Linked DNA regions of Gossypium arboreum: region 1 is linked to region 2. A link is a contact called in public Hi-C data. All regions are on one chromosome and are shown on one strand. Each heading gives the region's core, a stretch centred on a gene start, on an enhancer-like site or on the middle of the called end of the contact. The rest is flanking DNA. Distances are from core to core; before and after follow the strand shown.

What was found. A called contact is a pair of places that touch in the nucleus more often than the background predicts.
Region 1: a Hi-C map of leaf shows a contact between it and region 2, with 2.4 times the contacts expected there. The contact joins the promoter of LOC108467849 here to the promoter of LOC108469808 in region 2. A contact is called at or near these places in 2 of 5 Hi-C or Micro-C datasets (both in leaf).

What each region holds. Positions count from the first base shown.
Region 1 is chr8:42,056,692-42,062,596 of ASM2569848v2, reverse strand. It overlaps LOC108467849, which reads right to left and starts at 2,721. Exons shown (of 5, transcript XM_017768659.2): 1 at 2,335-2,721; 2 at 2,129-2,205; 3 at 1-1,983. The coding sequence starts at 1,880.
Region 2 is chr8:41,858,411-41,863,677 of ASM2569848v2, reverse strand. It overlaps LOC108469808 (ubiquitin-conjugating enzyme E2 10), which reads right to left and starts at 2,753. Exons shown (of 5, transcript XM_017770857.2): 1 at 2,616-2,753; 2 at 2,408-2,487; 3 at 1,570-1,697; 4 at 430-534; 5 at 1-149. The coding sequence starts at 2,477. The coding sequence ends at 6.

The DNA.
Region 1 (5,905 bases), core at 1,472-3,971, 200 kb before region 2:
CTCCTTTGTGGCGTTGAATCCAAATGGATTGATCTCTGTTCTTGAATCTCAGAATACACCGATTTTCCATCAGAGTCCGCAGATTTTGCATCACTAGCTGCTATCAATGGATCATCAACTGCTGAATTCATGTCTTCTCTGGAAGTTGAGGCTGCTCCCTCTCCATTCTTATCCATGCTGTTCAAAATAGTTTTGTCTTTCTCTGCAAGCCTATAAGCAAACATTTGAAACGGTATTTGTGCCACTGATAATGAATTGAAACTCCCATTGGCAGCAAACTTTTTCAAGAACCATGACTCTATCTCACAATAATCTGAGACCGGTGATCGAGCACCGGGCTCATCATGGTCAGGGTTCATCACGATAAACTTCTTTACATATCGTAAAATCCGACAAATCGATGAGAAGCTTGGACGTTGATTCGGATCAGAGTGCCAGCATCTTTTGGTTAAGTTGGCAAGGTATTTAGGCGCAGTGTAGGGAAACAAAGGCCTCTCCCCTGCTCTAATATTTCGACTCACCTTATCCCCTTGAAGATGTCCATCTTCGAATGGCACTTTCCCAGTCAAGAGCTCAAAGCAAAGCATCCCAAAACTGTAAACATCTGCTTTCTCAGTGTACTTAAAGCTGGTGCCATTCCCTGGCAGGCAATGCTCTGGCTCTTGCAAAACTTCCGGAGCATACCAAATGCAAGGCTTGGTCTCATTCGGTTTCAGAGAAGAACCGGTCGTAGTTTTGACAGTGGATAAACCATAACCCGAGATTTTCAACTGGAAATAATCGTCAGTACTGTTTCTAGCTTTGAGAAAGATATTAGAAGGGTTTAAATCTCCATGGTATATCTTCTGTGAGTGAAGATATTCCATTCCTCTTGCAATCTGAAACATGAGATCAACCACGACAGGAAGACAAAACGAGACCCTCCGTTTGGAGCCACTCATGTAATAAGTAAGACCCTTGTTCACCAGCTCTTGAACCAGCAATACTTCTTTTTTTTCCTCATCGTAGAACCCGCAAAGGTATTGCAATATATTGGGATGTGAAAGTGAAAGAAGGGTGGAGATTTCAGAGGCTGATGTTTCAACATCCCCGAAGAAGTTTCTCAATGCAAAGCTATCACCCAGCCACTGGATTTCCTTGTACTGTCCCCCAACTCGTCGCCTCACTACGTAATCCCCTCCATTCAAGATTGAACTTGGGAAGAGTTTGCCAATACAACCCTCTGATCCAATGATTTTCTTGATCAACAAGTCAGCCAGACGCTGCTGAGTTTTGGTTGTGGATTCCGAACTGCTCTTCTCCCTTAGAGTTTCCACAAGATTCCATCTATCTTCTCTCCAAGCACGCTCGAAACGACTACAAATGTCTTGAGGGATCAAGTATTGCTTCCCAAATCGGAACTGGAAAAGTTTGGGGTCATTCCATTCCTTATCGTACTTCATTTTGAGAGCAATTCCCCGCCTTTGCATCTCGCCTCGGTCGCGCCCTGCTGTCTCTCCTGCCGTCTCGATGGCCTCGATGACAACGGGGAAGTGGGAAAGCAAATTGTGGATGTGGTTATGGACGCAATCCTTATTCTGGTGGAGGTTGATTGCTTTAACCCACCAGTCTCTCTTGTCCATACTTTGTCGGACATAAACTTCACCCTCTTTGAAGATCCTTTGAAGCTCTTTGAATGGTTGTTCGAGGGCGTTCCATTTGGTGTTCTTCTCGTCTAGTTGGAGGTTCAGCTTTATCTCCTCGGCTATTGTATTGAAAGCCGAACCGAAGATATCAAACAATAAACAGCACTGGCGTCGATTGATTTGAGAATCATCTTGTAAAACCATGAGAGCACCCAAACTTCCCAAAACCTCACCAATCTGCCTGAAGTGCTCCATTTAAAACCAAACTCTATGGACAATTCCCTTCGAATAAAATCACAAGGGTGCTGTCGAATCCTGGAGATGAAACCCCAGAATCAACAGCCCCCAAACACCAGGCCTGCACGTATATATATATATATATATTTAAAATGGTTATTTAACCAAAAGCACATATTGGGATGATCCCAAGAAATATTTAAAGAAAAAAAAACAAAAATTAAGGCCTTAATGGAAAATAAATGTTTTAAACCATATATGCAGACCTCTCAGTGACAAGTCTCTCTTTTCAACGCCAACTTTCCCTTTTGACTATTCTCTTCTAGAATCCCAAAATTTTGATCTGATGAAGAAAATATTCCATTTTTATTCCATAGAAGAGAAGAGAACATAAACACACAAAAAAAAAATCAACAATGAAAATGAAAATGATGTGCTAACAAAAAGGAAAAGAAATGAAAAGAAAGCTGACCATTCAACCAATATCCGTCAAATAGCACCTAGATTGAAGAACCCGACCAACTTTTTTTGTTCTTTTAGAAAAGAAATCTTAAAGCTTTGAATGTTTGGGAATTATAGGAAGATAAAAAAAAGTCAGCTGGAAACGTAAACAACCAAGCCAAGAACCTGAAATCTCTCAAAAAAAACATTTTGTAACGAAAACAACAAGGGACAATAACTGTAGATGGAATAACATAACAGAAAATAAAAGACAACAAAGAACAACATGGTTATCCAGAGTCAACTACAAACTTCAAAAATCACGTCCATCGAGTATCTGTTTCTAATCTATTTATAAATATTCTCCGGGATTTTCGTCTTTTCTTATGCTTAAATTTTTTTTTTTCAAAAAACTGTTACTCTCTTCAAAGGTCGTCCTAGAAAAAAGGTAATAGAAGCTTGTACGATGTCGTTTGGAAAGGATTTTAGCTGCCATTTTATATAAATATATAAAATAATAATGACGTGATTGTGATACATGTTTTTATTTTAAAATTATATTACAATTCCCAGATTATTGTATAAATAAATGATAAATGTGATTGTGTGCTCCTGATTTAAGAACTAAAATTAGAATATAAATATTAAATTAATCTCTCTGTTTTTTCATGTACAAAGAGTTGAAAGATTGTTGGAACTTGTTATTATTCAACCCCTCTTCTTTTGGAATAATTACCAACTTCATGATGTCAAGTCAACAGCGAAACTATTATTTTAAAAAGGAGCTAATCCACTAATTAAGGAACCAGCCTAACTTCGGATAAATAATAAATTTGATTAGTGAAACTTTGTATTAACCTATAAGAAAAGCCAACTCGAAAGTGAAATATAATTATTTCTCATTAATTTCATGTCCTTCACATATTAAACTTTAGGTTATAATATTTTTCATATTTTTAAAATTTAAATTTTCAAAATTTAGGTAATACTTATTATCTACACCATATTTGACATTTTGAAATAAAAAACTATTAATTTAATAGACATGTAAGAAAAAATAACTCAATTTTAATAGAAATTTTTAATGATATTTTTTATAAAATAAATAGACAAAGACTAAAGAACAAAGAGAATGAGAGCAGGGGCGGATACAATGGGGGCTAGCAGTGGCTCCCTAAAATGAAAAATTTATATTTAGGTTCTTGAATTTTTTTTAAAATTTTAAATTAATAAAGGTAAAATTTACTTTGACCCCCTTAAAATTATAAAAATTCGATTTAATCATTTAAAAATTATAAAGATATAGACTATAAAAAATTAAATTTTTATTCGGCCCCTAAAAATTTGTTCTAGCTTCGCCCCTGAATAAGAGAGTAAAGAGAGAGCGTATTTTATTAATCAATCAAAAGTCTCTATTTATATAAATGATAATTTTAATGGACATTTACTTAATAACATATTCATAACAATATTCATATTTAAATTTAAATTTTAAAATAAATATTAGAAATTTGAAACATATGAACTTAAACTTTATTATTATTTCTACTCTATAAGTAATTTCTTCTATCCAAGAAAAAGTATCCATGGAAAAGAGAGTATTTTGCAAACTAGAGCGATTACTATATTTAAAAAGTGAAGAGTAATTCACTTTGTGATAAAGATATTTAATTAATTTAAAATTTTACATATTATTAAATATAACGGTAGATATAGTAAAGACTTAATTTTAGTACACCCATTCTGACCAAGAGAATAAAAAACCCTCAATTATATTTTTTTATCCAAATGTGACAAATGGTATGACCTGCATGACAGTAGTCCTATTGGGTTATTCTTATAATACAAATTTGGAGTATACATCAGCAGCATCTTATCCTACGGCCAGTGGTTCAAGTGGGAAAAGAAGAGCCGAGAGGGGCGGCACGTCTCTAGCTTTTGGCCGCCAATTCAACCGTCTCAGGATTTGGTGACCTTCAAAATTAAGATTTTTGTTAATAATTAAATAATAGCCTTTTGAATTAAGAATTAAGAATTTAGATTTGGGTTTTATACTCTTGATTTTGAAATCTTTATAATATTTTTATATTTTTTAATATATTAAATTGAATCTTAATTAATTTGTACGTAATATTTATATTATGTTCTTATCATTTATATCATAATTGAAATTAAATTTTTAATTTTTAAATTTAAGTTCCAAAACAAAGCATTAAAGAAAATTATTTAATAATGGTGAATTCAACTATTTTTCTCATGAATTCCTATTTAGTCTGGTGGTCAAATATTGTTCATATTCACCACCACGATCACTTCTCATCATATTAATCTTTTTATTAAGTTGGTTTTCAATTTCCTGCTTGTAAAGAATATATTTATCTATAGCTTTGTCTTTGCTCTTAAGAAAATATACGTAGCAATATTTTGTGCTGTCATCAATGAAGGTATTAAAATATTTATTCCTTCCTCTCGTTTGAAAAAAATTAAGTCACAAACATTGCTATGTATTAGATTAAGTGGTTCTGTGCTTCTTTCAATAGTTTGAAATGAAGACTTTGTTAATTTTTCCTCAATACAAGTTTTACATTAATGTGAACTGAAGGAATGTGCTCTAAATTAATTAATTTATGTAAAGTAACATAATTAACATGTCTGAGGCTACCATGCCATAAATTAAATGACTCAAACAAATAAACAAAAGAAGAAGAAGAAGAAACATTCTTATTCATAGTTTTTGCTTTTACAGAGATTGCACTACATATCCCTTTCTCACAAACATTTCCCTTTTAGAAGAAACATTCTTATTCATAGTTATTGCATATGTTAGACACATAAGTTCATATCAGACACTTCCTTGGAAATTTCTTCCACAACATTGGCCTCGTTAGCTCTTTCTTTGGGATCCTACAGTCAGATGACTTGTGCCCCATCTTGTTGCAATTGAAGCCTTTTTCTTAAAATTTTTGCTTCTTGGAAACGCCACTTTTTGGTCCTAATTTAGATCCATTCTGATGTTGTTTTCCCTTCTTGTAGTCCTTTTTGACTTCTACGACGTTTGCCCTAGCATCATTAACATTTGCTGCTTTGTTGAACTTTTTTTCGTACCTTTATTGTCTACTTCAATGCGAAGTTTGATAATTAAATCTTCCACTGAAATTTCTTTTCTTTTATGCTTTAGGTAATTTTTAAAGTCATTCCAAGCAAGAGGAAGCTTCTCAATAATGGCTGCCACTTGAAAGAATTCACTTATCATTATCCCTTCAGCAAAAATTTCGTGAATGATCAGTTGAAGTCCCTGCACTTGATTCACAACTAGTTTAGAATTTATCATTACAAAATTCAAGAATTTAGCAACTAAAAACTTTTTAACTCCAACATATTCAGTTTTGTATTTGTGCTCTAATGATGTCCATAATTCCTTAACTGTTTTCTTAACACTATACACTTAGTATAGTGCATCTGACAATCCATTTAGGATGTAGTTTTGGCATAGGAAATCAGAATGTTTTCAAGCTTCATTAGCAGTGAAAGCGGTAACTTCATCTTCCTAGCCCTTTTTAACAGTAGGAGGGTCATCCTTCAAAAATTTGGCCAAGTTCAAC
Region 2 (5,267 bases), core at 1,504-4,003:
GCACTTTAACCCATAGCATATTTTTGGGTCCAGCTCCGAGCGGTTGTCTCATACTTGTTCCTATCCGTTTTGTACATGTGGGCAATCTCCGGCACCAAAGGGTCATCAGGATTTGGATCCGTCAGGAGTGAGCAGATTGACAGCAACACCTAGAATCAAAATAGATAAAATAAGAACATATCCCCACACCTTACACCGGTAAAGTTACATAACAGAAAAAATCTTATTGTAGACCAGAGTCACTGGATGGTGCAAACAACTTGGCCAGTAGATGAAACGCTAAATTTTAAAGGCTTGCTTTTAACCTTCTGATTTTAAACTGGTGCAATTTTTTTAACGGCTTTATGAAGAATGGTTGACAGATAACGTTCAAATTAAAAGAGGTATATACTTCAAGACAATTAGGACTTAGGAATATTGAACAATAACCTTGGATATGGTGAGGGCAGGGCTCCACTGTTCCTTTAAAATATCAAGGCAAATGCTACCGTTGCTGTTAATATTAGGGTGAAATACCTTTGTCCTGAATGCAACCTAAATGAGAGCAAAAATAAAAAAGGCTAAAAGGAATAGTAAAAGAAGGGGAAAAGATTGGCTGAACAAAACTACTAGAGAAACTTGTTGGTCATGAATCAATGGTAAACAAGCATGTATATAGGCCATTACAGAAGAAAAAAGCATTAAGTATCTACACCAAATTGGTTACTACTATTAAATAAAATTTCTATCCGAAAATAAACTTTATGCTATTTTATCATTAACGAATGAAAACCATTACCGTCCTCATATTAAGGTTATAATTTTGTTATCATAGCATCCATTGACAGTAATTTTGTTTAACCAAGAAAGTAAATTATAGAAAACCCGAGGAGCTATTACTAAATATCTACATGCATGTAATAGACATGGCTTACCTGATACTGTTTACAAATGCAAAAATAACAATAGATCACATAAACTTTGGCACTGAAAACCACCTAACAGTAGCCTCCCACTCAAACAAACCGTTAGACACCCAGCATGCATAGATGCCCTATGGAGATTAAAGAACTTGTGTAACAGAATAAGCAAATAAAAACTAAAGAGAAATAAAGTAGAATTAGTGTTTACTCATTTCAATGCCAAGCAATGTTCGCACAAGTCACTTGCCCTGTCAGGACAACTTGTTGGCATAGTATTTGCAGTAAGGAATTAGCTAAATAATATGAAGGCTCTAAACAGTTATGTTAATGCATATTCCTCAAAAAATTGAAATGTAAATTGGAAAAAGGTAGGGAAATTCACCACATTGTGACAACAGCAGTATTGGATTTCTGAGGAGAAAATAGTCGTGTCTACAACACTTTATAGATGGTTAAAAAAGCAAAATTAACATGTTGAAATAATGAACTTGCAGTATACGGAGTGCCATTCAATTTTCTTGAAAAAACTTAAGACACAAAGTGGTATGTTTTAAAAGCAAAAGACAAGTCAAATGCAGATAAATATATAGTCAATAAAGGTAAAAGTACACAATATACAATAAAGTAAGAAACAAATGAGAATTAGATTACTAAGACAATAAAGTACCTTGGGTGGTTTAAATGGATAATCCGGAGGGAAATGAATGGTGACTAGAAACACCCCACCGGCATACGGGCTATCTGGAGGACCCATAATAGTTGCTTGCCAATGAAACATGTCTTCAGCAACAGGGCCTTAATCAATAATAAAAAGACGTAAAACAATAGTTTGATGGAATAACCAATTAGGAAGTAACCCAATGAAAATATTTTCCTCAATCAAATACTAATCTTTTTTCATATTTTCCTTTGAGAAAAATATAAGATGTTGCACTCCTAAATGATTTTAGTACCTTTAACAGAAATTACGAGTTTCTATCTGCAATAGATGACAATAGCATTACATTGTAATCATATGAATATTCATACAACTTCAGCTATACAGCAACAATTTCTTATGACCACGTATCAACTTAAGAAAAGGATATCCACAGCAACCAATGAGTATAATAAGACGTTAAAAAGAAAAATAAAAGTTTTGACAATATTGCGTCAAACAGAATCCAATGATGAAAACCTAAAAATTGAAAATGAAGAAAATAAAAGGACGAAACATACAGCAATTTCAATCAATGAAGCTAAACCTCAAAACCAAACCCCCTAATAATAAGTATAGATCCTTTATTTACAGCTCAAAATTCAATTATACGGCAATAATGATCTCATCTCATGATTTACAAAGACAGGATGCAGGTAACCGGAAAAAAGGATAAAATTTAAGAGAACAATAAAAAAAAGAGAGAGAATATAATGGAAACAAGACTATAATGACTATGAGAAAGATCACAAGAAAAAAAAAATCAAATCGGGGCAGGGAACAGATGAAAAGAGAGATGAAATTGAACCAGCGCTGCAAGAGGTAGGAGGATCTTTCTGGAGATCCTTGAGCTCCTTCAATATCCGCTTTGAAGCCATCACCTAAACCCTAAAAAAGAAAAAAAACAGATTTTTGTTACTTATATGAAAAAAAAAATCAAATCCAAGCTAGATCGCCCTTAACTTCAACAAAGATAACACGAAATAATTTTAAATTTAAGAAGAAGAAAAAGATACCTGAGAGATCCTCCCGTCCCGCTATTGTTTGTTAGTCGCTGCAAATAGCGGAAGAATAGTAAAGCATAGAAAAAAAAAAAACAGAGTTAAATAGACAGGTCCACGAAAATGAGTTATGAATAATTAAATAAAAAAGAAATGGGCTGTACTTGTCAATTTCTCATTGGCTGGCTGTCTTCGTGGACCTCATCCAATTCTATATTATTAAGAGATTTTCCTCTTTTGGACACAAATAATTTAGACTTATAAACTAATTCTATATATAATTAGATTTTATCATTTTTTGTCTTTAATGTCAGTATTCTTTTTTACTTCTTGTGAGATGGCTTCAACCAAATCCAACAAAACAATGTAATTGGGCCTCAACTTCATTGGCAATTGTTTTATATGCCTTCCAATTTGCTATAAATATAAACGAATGTTATGTTCCCATTTATGTTATCTTCCTCAGGAACTTATGTTGATGCAATTATAGGTGGAGAAGTGCCTAGCACCCATACCAGAGCATGCTAAACTATATAGCCTTTGATGGGAAGCTTTTGATTCAAATTTTTTTCTCCACAAAATAACTTCATCGTTAAGTACAACTTTTGTGATGTCCATGATGGTGACACAATTACTTTTTTTTTTCTTTGTATAACAATAAATCCCAACTTATACTCTTTTAAATTTTTTGTAAAGGAATTTTAATATCACCGGTCAACTACTATTGAGACATTTGATTATTGTTGTGACTTGGCATGTTAAGCAGCTTGATAATCCACACTTTGTTGATGGGTGGGTGGCTTTGGTGTTGGGATCCTTTCGATTCAATGCGAAACGTTTATCATACATCAAGATTGATGCAATCTCCTCATACTATAATTTTGGGTAAGCTCATAATCTTAAATAATTTGCTTTGTAACTGGACATGTAATGTTCTTTCCTGAAAACAAGTATTTCTCAATACTCTCACTATTGAAACTGTAATTAAATAGATGAAATCAATTTCATCTATTTTAGAGGCCAAGATCAAAGAACTTGGTCTATGTTGATGATTTGCTACCAGAGAAAGACCTCATTCATCATTACAAAATCGTTTGTTGGTCTCTTATTAAATATTTGTTTCATAGCATGCATACATGATACAATATCATTATACAAATTCTTCTATAACATATGTTCGGAGGCAAGTCATGTACATGAACGTATATCTCCATTCTCTAATTTTGCACGATGCAATTTTCTCTTATTACTTCTTTTTTAAAAAATAATTTTAAGAAGTTTAAAAATTTTTTTTGATACATTTCTTAGTAACGTGTTTCTTCAATATATATTATAAAAGTTTCTTCAGTATATTTGTGATAATGCCATGACCAAATTATCATTTGGAGAGTAGTTCAGACTTTGCTAGGTGATCGACTTGGCATTACTAATGGACGATATTGTGCCTCATAAGTTTGCATTTTTTTACGGCCTAGCCTTCTATTTTTGTAAAAAAAAACGTAAATATTATAAATTCTATTAAATATATAAATAAAAATCTCGGCGTGGAATGTGGGTATTATACTAGTATCTAATAGTTGTATAGTTTTCATGTAAGTGCATGAAGCTTGAATCAAGCAATGCACGAGATAGAGCATGTGTTGGTAACTTTGATGTACCTTTCTTTATCAATTGCAATGAAATTAGAAAGTGAAAAACTTGGTCCGGTTGGGCTTAGGCCTTGGGCTTCACTCGCATTTTCTTGGACGACATTATTACTATTCATTCTCCAATGCCTTGAGACATTTAATGAAAACTAGTTCATTGAGAAGGAAGACATTGTGGAATATTCTAATAATAGAAACATGGTTGCTTTTCAACAAAATTTGAATTTATAAGGGATGGTGGATAATGAACAACATGAGAATCTCTTTCACACATGATGCATGATTCACAAAAAGGTGTGTCATGCTATCATTGATGAAAGGAGTTATGCAAATGTGGCCTCCACTACATTGGTGGGAAATTGAACTTATCGATTACAAATCACCCATGACCTTATAAACTTAATTGGTTGAATGACTAAAGAGAAGTGAAGGTAACAAAACAAGTTCATGTGCCTTTTTAAATTGGGCGAACATATAAAGATGAAGTCCTATGTGATATGGCTTCTATGAATGCTAGCCATATTCTCTTAAGAAGGCCATGGCAGTACAATCGAATTGCCACTCATGGAAATGTTAAAGTTTAGGTGCCATGGCAATTATGGGTATTAAATTAGAAAAACTTTTTGTTTAAACGGGTTCTAGTGTAAATTAATGAATTTGATGGACTGCTTGGCAAATAGTTAGATTTCAATTGTTAGTCTCGTTACATTAGAATTAAATTTTCTTTAGTGGGAAACATTATGTGTAACATCCTAATTTTGGGTCTCGTCGAAATAGTGGTTTCGAAACCACAAACCCAAATAGAAATAATTATTTTATGATTTTTATGAGGTCTATGATATGATTTCATGCTTGTGTGAAAATTTTATGAAAAAATTTTATTGATAAAGTGTCCAATTTTACATTTAGGACTAAATTGCAAAAGTTGCAAAATGTGAGTTCTAGAAGCTTTAAGCATGAAATTGCCATGGATTATTAATTAGAGGTCCTTAAATAGCAATTTGACCAATTTCCATATTTT